3 separate regions of the Zea mays genome follow, and regions 2 and 3 are each linked to region 1. Evidence: chromatin contacts called from public Hi-C data. All regions are on one chromosome and are shown on one strand. Each heading gives the region's core, a stretch centred on a gene start, on an enhancer-like site or on the middle of the called end of the contact. The rest is flanking DNA. Distances are from core to core; before and after follow the strand shown.

What was found. A called contact is a pair of places that touch in the nucleus more often than the background predicts.
Region 2: a Hi-C map of ear shows a contact between it and region 1, with 3 times the contacts expected there. The contact joins the promoter of LOC103650276 here to the promoter of LOC100193531 in region 1. A contact is called at or near these places in 2 of 25 Hi-C or Micro-C datasets (ear and tassel).
Region 3: a Hi-C map of leaf shows a contact between it and region 1, with 4 times the contacts expected there. The contact joins the enhancer-like site here to the promoter of LOC100193531 in region 1. A contact is called at or near these places in 5 of 25 Hi-C or Micro-C datasets (bundle sheath, ear, leaf and 1 more).

Annotation. Positions count from the first base shown.
Region 1 is chr3:110,903,083-110,906,329 of Zm-B73-REFERENCE-NAM-5.0, forward strand. LOC100193531 reads right to left here and starts at 1,756. Exons shown (of 6, transcript NM_001366963.1): 1 at 1,289-1,756. The coding sequence starts at 1,363.
Region 2 is chr3:110,670,502-110,673,748 of Zm-B73-REFERENCE-NAM-5.0, forward strand. LOC103650276 (probable serine/threonine protein kinase IRE) reads left to right here and starts at 1,559. Exons shown (of 12, transcript XR_002268055.3): 1 at 1,559-1,706; 2 at 1,974-2,037; 3 at 2,113-3,247.
Region 3 is chr3:110,720,088-110,723,334 of Zm-B73-REFERENCE-NAM-5.0, forward strand. No RefSeq gene overlaps it. Among protein-coding and RNA genes, the nearest start is that of LOC103650276, 50 kb to the left of the region's middle. Within about 2 kb of position 1,719, at least 9 of the 20 cell types and tissues checked have an H3K27ac peak or open chromatin away from gene starts, as enhancers often do. A contact at or near this core is called in ear, leaf and tassel, where this site is marked.

The DNA of each region.
Region 1 (3,247 bases), core at 506-3,005:
CATATATGAATTTTCATGAAAAACTTGAAGACCTCTCGGTAAACTCAAATTGAGAACTGGACCTAAACGAAACTAAATGTTTTTTTAAACCTCTTGGTATATGCAGGTGCCTGCAATTATCCCCAACAAGTAGCAGAGGATAAAACTCCTTTAGGGCTAATTTGGGAGGAAGAGAATTGAAGGGGATTGAGGAGGCTAAAATCCCCCTTCATTCCTATTTAATTTTGAATTGGGAGGAGATTTTAGTACACTTAAGGCTACTTTGGGAACCTCAAACCTCCTTTGGGATCGGAGGGGATTCAGGTGGAAATAAACTAATTTCCTCTCCAATCCCTTTCTATCCCAAAGGGGATTTGAGTTTCCAAACTATCTCTTAAAGTTAATTTGGTAACAAGGAGATCACGAAGGATTGGAGGTAAAAATGAACTAATTTCCCTGTCAATCCGCACTAATCTCCCGTGATCCTTGGCACCAAATCAACCCTTAATCACTTCCAATTCCCTTGCCACCAAACTGGCCCTTGGCTAGTTTTCTCCCTCAATCCTCTTCGATCAATATTGGCGGGAATTTGAGAGTCTAAACTAGCCCTTACGGATGATAGGGCACAGTCAAGTAAAATTCAGGCACATGCGTACTGTTTCCCACCAGTTTGAGGTTATTAAAAACAAGGGATTCGATCAAGTGGGTGCAACACACGAGGACAATGCAGGAATTTTGTCGTATCCGCCCCAAAAAATATCATATACAGAAGTACAGTACAGAGAGCAACCAATAAACAAATCTTGAGAACTTTCAGAAGTACATATTCAAATCGAACGACATCCAGCAAATTGACCGATCGATCGATGCACCTGGCCTCAAACGATAGAAAACTTTCTTTCTGAAGGAACAAAGAAATCGAAGAACAGATAAAGTGGGAGATCCAAATAGAAAAACATGAACTAAATTTGAAGAAACTGAAGGAGCAGATGTAAGAGGGAAAATCGTGAAGAAAGCCAATTGGCTGCTCTTTTTGGTATAATTCGGAGAAATAAAGGTCGACGACTCTCAAGCCTCAACAAGAGCAGCTAGCAAGAAAAGCAATTGGAAGAGTGTAGCAAGTAGATCATGAAGGTGGAACATGCCAATTGTGTGGTGATGAACTGATGATGAGCTAGGGTGGTTCTCACGCAGGCAATCACTGATCATCAGATACAGAGGGAGAGAGAGAGAGAAAGTGGTACAGAGAGAGATCATCGATCCGCAGCAGGCAACATAGAGATACATACAGATAGATCAGCTTACATACCGCGAGAACTGTGTTGCAGAAGCTGCAGTGCACATAGCACACATGATCTGCCGGCGCGATTTGGGCCGAAGACATTCCTTCTGACCGGTCTCCGCCGCCGCCTCGCCGTGCGAACAACAGCAGTACTTTCGATCCCAGCTCCCGGCAACCAGCGAGAACCAAGAAGAGCGAGGAGGAAGACCAACAGGTACAGCTCAATTTAATTTGCAGCTACAAAGGCAGCAGGCTAGGTTTGCACATCCATCCTCTCCTACTGATATATATGTGTATCTCGAGTTTATGTGTGCTGAGGGAGGGAGGGAGGGAGGGAGGGAGAGAGAACCTACGGGAGAGGAATGACGAAGGAAGAAGAGATTGAGCTATCCCACTTTCCTCTTTTCTTTTCGGTTTGAGAGAGAGAGAGGAGAGAGAGGGCGTGTGGGGGCAAGCAAGGCAAAGCAAAGCAATACTGGCAAGCAGCAGTGCTTTTATTTGTTGTGGTGGCCTTGTGTGTGTGTGTGGGAGCAGCAATATGCTGGGTAGAGAGAGAGAGAGGGGAAATGCCATGATTGCTACAATGAGTGGGTGGAAGATACACTCCTACCTTGCATATATCTGTCTATCTTGCAAACATGTACTCTCTAACTACCAAAATAAATGCATATCTTCGAGGTCAAAACGCTAAACTTATAAAAAATACTATTATTTATGATACATAACAAATATTATTAGATTGATTATACAATATACTTCTATAATAAATTTATTTGAAGATATAAATATTCAATATTATTTTCGAGACGTGTGCTTACTTATTTTGAGTTTAAATGATCCGTACTCTGCTCTCCTCTCATAAATTGTCCACCTGCAAAAAGATCTGCATACGCATTCAGTCTCTGAATTGTTTATACACAGTCACTAAATTTCCACTGCTACAGTCTGCTGGAGGCCAGCATACCGGTTTCTTGATTCTTGACGGTTGCGTTGACAGCAAAGTTTCGTAAAAAGAGAGGTCTTTCCACTTTACAGTAAATAAATCATGACAAGTCAATTGAACATGACCTCCAGTCAAATCTCGGCACTCTCTTGGAGCTGTTCTTTTAATCATGATTGGTTCCTTTTGGTTATGTAGTAAAGTTGAGGGGCAATTTTCTAGACTGAAATTTTGTTCAGTGCCTTATTTGCCATCACAAATATCTTAAATAATTATTTTAAGACATTTGTGATAATAAATAAGGTATTGAACAAAATTACAATGTCATATAAAGATTTTTTTTAAATTAACATACTTATATCCCTATGAAGCATCAGTTTTTTTGTTTCCACCGCCATGTCATTTGCAAAAAAGTACTTCTACTCATTTTTATCTAACCCACAATCTACCGTCGACGTGTGTCGTTATGTGTAGTTATATGGGGGTTTCTTTATGTGTCATTTTCCACCAAACACGCGCTTGTTCGCTTCCCGCCTACGAAAAACAATCTCCCCGCACGCACCCGTGAAAAATCCAAAAAATTATGTGCTCGCTAGGGTTTGAACCTAGGTCACAAGGAACAAACTACCACCTCTTATAACAAACCACCTTCTCCTAGGTATTATAAATGTATATACTAATAATTTTAAAATTAAATAAATCGTGACAGACTGAGTTGACACTGCGGGCTGAGAGAAGACGGTCCAGGCATGGCACAAGCCACTTTAAATCATATCGGGCCAGGTCGTGGCACTATTAAATGGATCGTACCTTAGGCCAGCCCGTTAGACATAACTTATTTAGCTATTTATAGTCCATTACCTCCTCCCTCACCGTCCCTGATCTCGCGAACGTGAGAAAAAGTGAGAGAAAAAACTTTATTTTATCTGGCCCCCACAACATATACCTCTCCATTAACGCTCACCTAATATATGAGTTTAGATCGTATTTGAATAACTATCTTATTTAAGCAATGTCTACTTATATGATATATAAAAATTATAGTG
Region 2 (3,247 bases), core at 309-2,808, 230 kb before region 1:
AGTTTCGTGAAGAGATGCGGCAACAACAAATGGCATTTCTCCAACAGCAATCAGAGTACATGGCTGCTTACAACGCACAGGCGCAACAAGCAATGAACGTGAGTGTCTTATTTATTCTCAACACGCTCGATATTGGTTCTATAACTAATATATTATATTTGCAACAGTCTTGGTTTCCACAGCAGGCACAGCAGCAACCATTTGTTTTCCCTCAATTTCAGCCGCCGATGCCTCAGTGGGGATTACATGCTCCGCCACCTCCACCTCCACCTCAGGTTATTCAATTTAGTTAAGACTTGTCGTTTGTATCAACCTAATTGTCAAATCTTTACTAAACTTGATTTTGTAGGGATCCGGGGTCATGGGCCACAACACGCCACCACCGGTCATACCAGCACCAGGAGCTTATGCAGGGGAGGGAGCTTATGCAGGGGAGGGAGCTTATGCAGCAGAGGTTAGTTTGAGAAACAATTTGTTTGAATAGTTGTTATACATGTAACCAATGCCGTTATTAATGTCATCTTTTTTTTAGGATCCAACCCCGTTACACGACTTCGTCGACCAGTTATTGGCTTCTGGAGGTAGTGGACACAACTCCAACGACCCCAATGTGTGATTAAGTTAGCTTTGTGTCGCACTGTGTTGTAATGAACTATTTTGTGGACTTTATGTTTGTATGGACTATTTGTGGACTTTATATTTGTATGGACTCAAGTTTTAGGTTGTGAACTCAAGTATAAATTTTCTGTGATTGTATGGAATTTCTGTTATCGTATGAATTTTGTATGAAATTCTGTTATTTTTCGCATTTTTTTCAAAATTTTTTTGCTCTGAAATTAGTAATTTTCGGCGGCCCCTCTGGCCGCCGAAAATAGCTATTTTATTTTCGGTAGTTGTTATTTCTGGCGGCGACTGGCTGGCCGCCGAAAATAATCTGCTATTTTCGGCGGCCAGGAAGCCAGCCGCCGAAAATAAGCTATTTTCGGCGGCCAGCCATTGGCCGCCGAAAATAAAGCCTTATTTTCGGCCAGGTTTTTTTGGCGGCCAGAAGCCGCCGAAAATAAGTCAATTGCCGCCGAAAATAGCCTATTTTCGGCGGCAACTGGCTTATTTTCGGCGGCTTCTGGCCGCCGAAAATGACTGTAGCTGTTGTAGTGGATGTAATATTGAAAAATCCTAACTATGCTCTTGGACAGTCGTCGCTCCTCTTCTAAGGCCGTCGCTTCCAGGAATGTGACGCCGACGCCGAACCCAACCTGTAACCCACCGCCGCCGCCGCCGCCGCCGCTGGCCATCGGTGGTCATGCCGTTGCTTCTGGCTGCCATCACCTAGGGAGTCATGCGGGGAGAGCTAACGGGGTGAGCGGGTGGTGGACATACACTGTATATATAAGCGGGGATTTTTCTCTGGCTGGCGGGTGGGACCCTCTTACGTCACGTACACGAGAAGGAGCGATACGCCACGCGTGTCCGAGGAACACGTTAGACCGCTCCACTCTAGTGGGTAGGCTAACAGGTGGTCCACCTATCTACCCCGTTACCCCTCCGTCCCCTCGTTTTTAGTTCCTCCTTGGCAACACTAAACACCTGATGTTAAAATTAGCACCTCATGATGAAATTACATGGGAAAAAGTGTCCCCGTTATTAGTTTTATATTTACATAGGTAAGTTTTGATCGATCGTCGTCTGTCTTCTCCATCGGGTAGGTACGTTATGACTATCAAATCCGCTCACGTACGTCATATGATTTTCTTCTTGTTCAATCGATTCACCGGTCATCACATTCCCACGAAATTGCTAGAACAATACCTCTTGTCTCCGAACAGTTCTTACAGTGTCTTATTTTGGTCTTGTTGTAGTGTCTCCGAACAATCCCGTGAAAATGAAAATCGTCACCATCACGTCCAAATGCTTACCTGGTCGCGTATTTAAATTGTATAAAAAATGATCAGATTTTATCGATTTGTTTGAAGCATGTAATTAAGATGCTGGAGGGCGAGGAATTTGCTGGCCTGCGCGCACGTTGCGATCATGGAGGTAAACAATTGAGGAATGCGGTGGCCGCGTACGTGCTTTGATATGATGCTATAATACGCCTGATCTGATTCGTAGAAGGACGGCGGCGGCGGGCGCGGGCTGCCGGCGGCGATGGTGGACGGCGGCGGGCGGGAGATGGACTCCCCGCGGTTCCGCGCGATCCTGCGCGCCACCAGCGGGCGCCGGAAGCGCGCACCCGAGGTGAAGAGTTTCTCGCACGAGCTGAGCTCGAGGGGCGGCGGCGGCGGCGTGCCGGCGATGCGCAAGATGGTGCGCGGCGGCGGGCTCGGCAGCACCACCCCGGAGGAGTTCATCGGCGCCATCCGGACCAAGTTCATCCGCCTCAAGGAGGAGGTGGACAGCGAGCTGGGCGTCTTCGCGGGGGACCTCGTCGACATGCTGGCGCGGTCGGGCGACCACCGGGACGACTGTCGCGTCGCGCTGGAGGACCTGCTGGTGGTGGCACAGCGGTGCGCGGAGATGAGCCCCGAGGAGCTGTGGACCCGCTGCGAGGGCGTAGTGCAGGGCCTCGACGACCGCCGGCAGGACCTCCCCGCAGGCCTCCCGAAGCAGGCGCACACGCGCATCCTCTTCATCCTCACGCGCTTCACCCGCCTCCTGCAGTTCCGCAAGGGCGCCGCCGCGGGGTGCCGCTACGCCGCCGACGCCGACGACGACGACAGGCACAACGTGCTCGGCCTGCACAACCTCAGCGACCTCGGCCTCTACCCGATCCACGTCGACGGCGGGGATCTCGGCCCCAAGAGCACCTCCAGCCTCACCGAGCTCAAGGAGCGCCTCATCAGGCGGCGAATGTTGGAGCACAGGCAGCTCACCGTCGACTTCTCCCCGGCTAGGATCTTTTCGCCGTTCGGGGACGGGTCGGCCGTTGACGGCCACTCCCCGAGCAGCAAGATGGCGTCGTGGAAGAAGCTCCCTTCCCCCGCCGAGAAGAACAAGACCGCCGCCGCCGCCGGGGATGCCACGGCCGCCGCCGCCAAGGGAGACGACAGCCCGTCGAAGAAGAAGCCCATCACCCGGCACGGCAAGGCGACGGTGGACGAGATCGTGGAGCGCGTGGACGCGGCGAGCATCCACATCCGCCCGGATGGGCTGGCGTGCTTGGGCGGCGACGAGGCCATTAGCCTGGAGATCCCGTCCCGGTACCCGGAGGCGCAGCAGATCATGGTGGACGGGAAGCCCCGGATGA
Region 3 (3,247 bases), core at 469-2,968, 180 kb before region 1:
CATTGACATCAGATTAACCCAGGGTGGGGGCACTGATGCACCTTCAACAACATTCTGTGTTGTATGCGTGTCGTTTCGGTTGTTGTGGATGTCCAAGTGGCCTTGAAATTGTTGTACCATCTCTGATGCTTGTGGATGTGGTGGTGGTGCTTGTGCCATAGTATTAGTGTCTTTTTTATCCTTTTCCTATTTCGTGATGATTTCTCTAAGCCACTAATAGGTCTTGCTGATCCACGAATTTCCTTTGCCTTGACCTTGGCATCCCTTGGCTTCCTAGTTTGCACAGTTTCCTTTGAGCCTATAAACAATGAAAACAATAGTTAAATGAAATGTTAATAATATATTTGTGTGATATATTGTAGGTACCTCGTGGAGTAGAGGAACTGTTCAGGTTTGAGCTAGGCTTAATCTTCAAATTATTCTCTATGTCTTCTGCCAAATTCTCAGCAGTTTGTGTACAAATACTATAAGTTTCTTTAGATTCTGCAGCTCGAGCGAGTATACGATTGTAAACTCGTGTTAATGTACTGAAGCGATTCGATAACTGGACTTTAGGATCGTCATGCATGGTAAGTGTGCTAGGTATATCTACCACTTTTGCACCAATTGTCCACCTCTTTAGTATGTATTCCTCATGAACCAATTTAACACTATTGATATCTAGTATCTTTAGTGCATGAGAGCATAGGATTCCAGCAAATTCAAATTTCTTGCAGCTGCACCTCACTTTTACTTCATGATGCTTTCCATGAACTTTTACTTTATACATATTCTCTGCACCATCATCATCACAACAAAAGATGTAACAATTTAAAGTTTGCAACACCTGATCCTCAAATAATCTAAACACCACTGGTGTATACACTTTTGCTGCTTCCTTTAATATTGTCAATTCTGCCTTTGGCACAGGTGTGCTATATGTTGCTTTGAAGTCACATGTAACTTCTTCATATCGTTTGTCCCTAAGCAGTCTGCCAAAGTGCTCAAAAAAGTAAGCATGTCATACTTTACACTGATGTAGCCTTTCATTTCATTGTTTAAGCTTTCATTTCTTTGTGTAGAACTCATATTTTTCTTTCCCGCTGTTTTTTGCTTATGGATATGATTGGACGTCTGTTTTTTTTCTTGGCGTCTAGTATTGTCTACTCCGTTAGGCTGTGCGCAGAGGAGAGCTGTAAACGTTACGCTATGAACATAGAGTAACACTTGGAGTAAAAATCTTCTGCAGCCGCTTACTGGATGTCGTGCGCTACCATCGAGTAGACCCGTCCAAACGCTAAATACAGCGCATCCCGCTCGCATGCGCTAAAACGAGACGGGGGTGCACGGCTCCGCGCGTCACTGGGTGAATGGTCTATCCACTGTGCGCGACAGCGACCCGCCGACGATGGATTTTTTTTTTGGATAAAAAAGTGTGGGAAAAATGATAGAATATGTGGTAGTTGGTATAGGGTAGATATTTATGGTGAATATGAACGCGGAGTATTATAGGATAGAGTAGAGAATCTCGCTGACCAGGATAAAATATTCCTTTTAGAGTAGAAATTTAGGGTTCCATGAGTGCGGATAGCCTTAGACTCCTTTCTTATTTGAGAATGGGTCCACATAAGAAATAAATTCAATAAAAAATAGCCATGTGGCAGGAGGAGGCATGGGACGAGGATACGGGATGAGAGAAGCCACGTCCCCCTGAGGGTAGTGTCTCCCGGGTCCCGGCCATACCCAGGTTTGTGTCTCCGTTTCTCTGGCTAGTGGGGTCATCTCGTCCGCGTATGTTCTCCTATAACAGACTCTGCGCCAGCGGCCATGATCTCTGGGAGATCGTTATGAGCCTGCACGGATGAGCTCTCCACCGCCTTCGCTCCGTGCCCCTATTTTAAAACCTGTGACCCCCTCCCTTGTCCATCAACAGAGAACCTCCGAACTGAACAATAAGAGAGAGAGAGATCGGAGAGCGCCGTCGTGAGAAGAAAACTGAGAGGTCGCTGGCGTGGTCAGTTCATAAGCGTGTTGCATCCCAACCTTTAGAGTACAGTCAAGAGTCATCCCTAGGTGTACATTCGGGTTGCCCGGTCCGGCACAAGCCTGAAAAGGTCAGTATTATTTGAATTTCGGGCCGACCCGACCCGTTTGAATTTCGGGCCGTACCGGGCCGGCCCACGGGCCTAGCCCTCGGCCCGGCCCGTAATTGCTTAAACGTGCCGGGCTCATTTCAGGCGGCCCGAAATTCACATTAGAGCCCGAAATTCAATTTTTGGTCCGAAATTCAGTTTTTGGCCCGAAATTCACATCAGGGCCCGAAATTCACATCAAAGCCCAAAATTCACATCAAATTTAATAAAACAAATAAAAGATAAGACAAATAAATTTGACCAAAAGCAAACTTAATATTTGTATTAAGTTACTAGAGCTATGCAATGACTACCTCGTTTACAAATCATTTTGTTAGAAAGAAAAAGAGTATAATCAGCTCTATAGAAAGTTCGTAAGTTTAGTTCATTATCTAATATTCATAACAAAAATAAAATTACATCACATACTCTAATTCAAAGCTACAAAAAATATCTAACTAACATTATCTTTAGCTTTGTGTTCTTTATCAAGTACATGAAAGTGTGATTTTAATAAATATATGGACCTTTTTCGTGCCTCTATATGGGCCATTTCGTGTCTGCCTTAAACGGGCCGTGCTCGTGCCCGCCCATGAGCCGCGACCTCGGCCCAAACCCGGCCCGATATATCGGGTCGTGTCGGCCCGACATTAAAATATTTCGTGTCGTGCCGTGCCTAGGGCGTGTTTTTTTTCGTGCTTCGGGCCGGCCCATCAGACCCGTCCCAAATGTACACCTATACCGGAGCTATCCCTGGCATCAACAAGTGAGATGGGATCTCGACGGCAATTCCTCACCGGAGATTTCTCCTCCGCCACGGATGACCGTGCGACGTGGATCGGCCTCGCCACCGCGTCATGCCACGGTAAGACACCCCCCTATCCGGTTAGCGTTCACCCAAGGATCGTGTAGCACTTAGGCTGTCTCCAGCAACGTCCCCTAAATTTCGTCCCCTAAAAGAATATTCCCTGTACTTTACAGCACACTCTAAAAGATTTTGTCCTCTATATCTTCTGTGTCTCCAGCAACGTCCCCTAAATTCGATCCCCTAAAGCTACAGTGTTAACAGAATTCCTTTTTCCATTTCTTTTTTTGTTTTCTTTGATTTGTACCCATTTCATCAAATTGTAAGGATG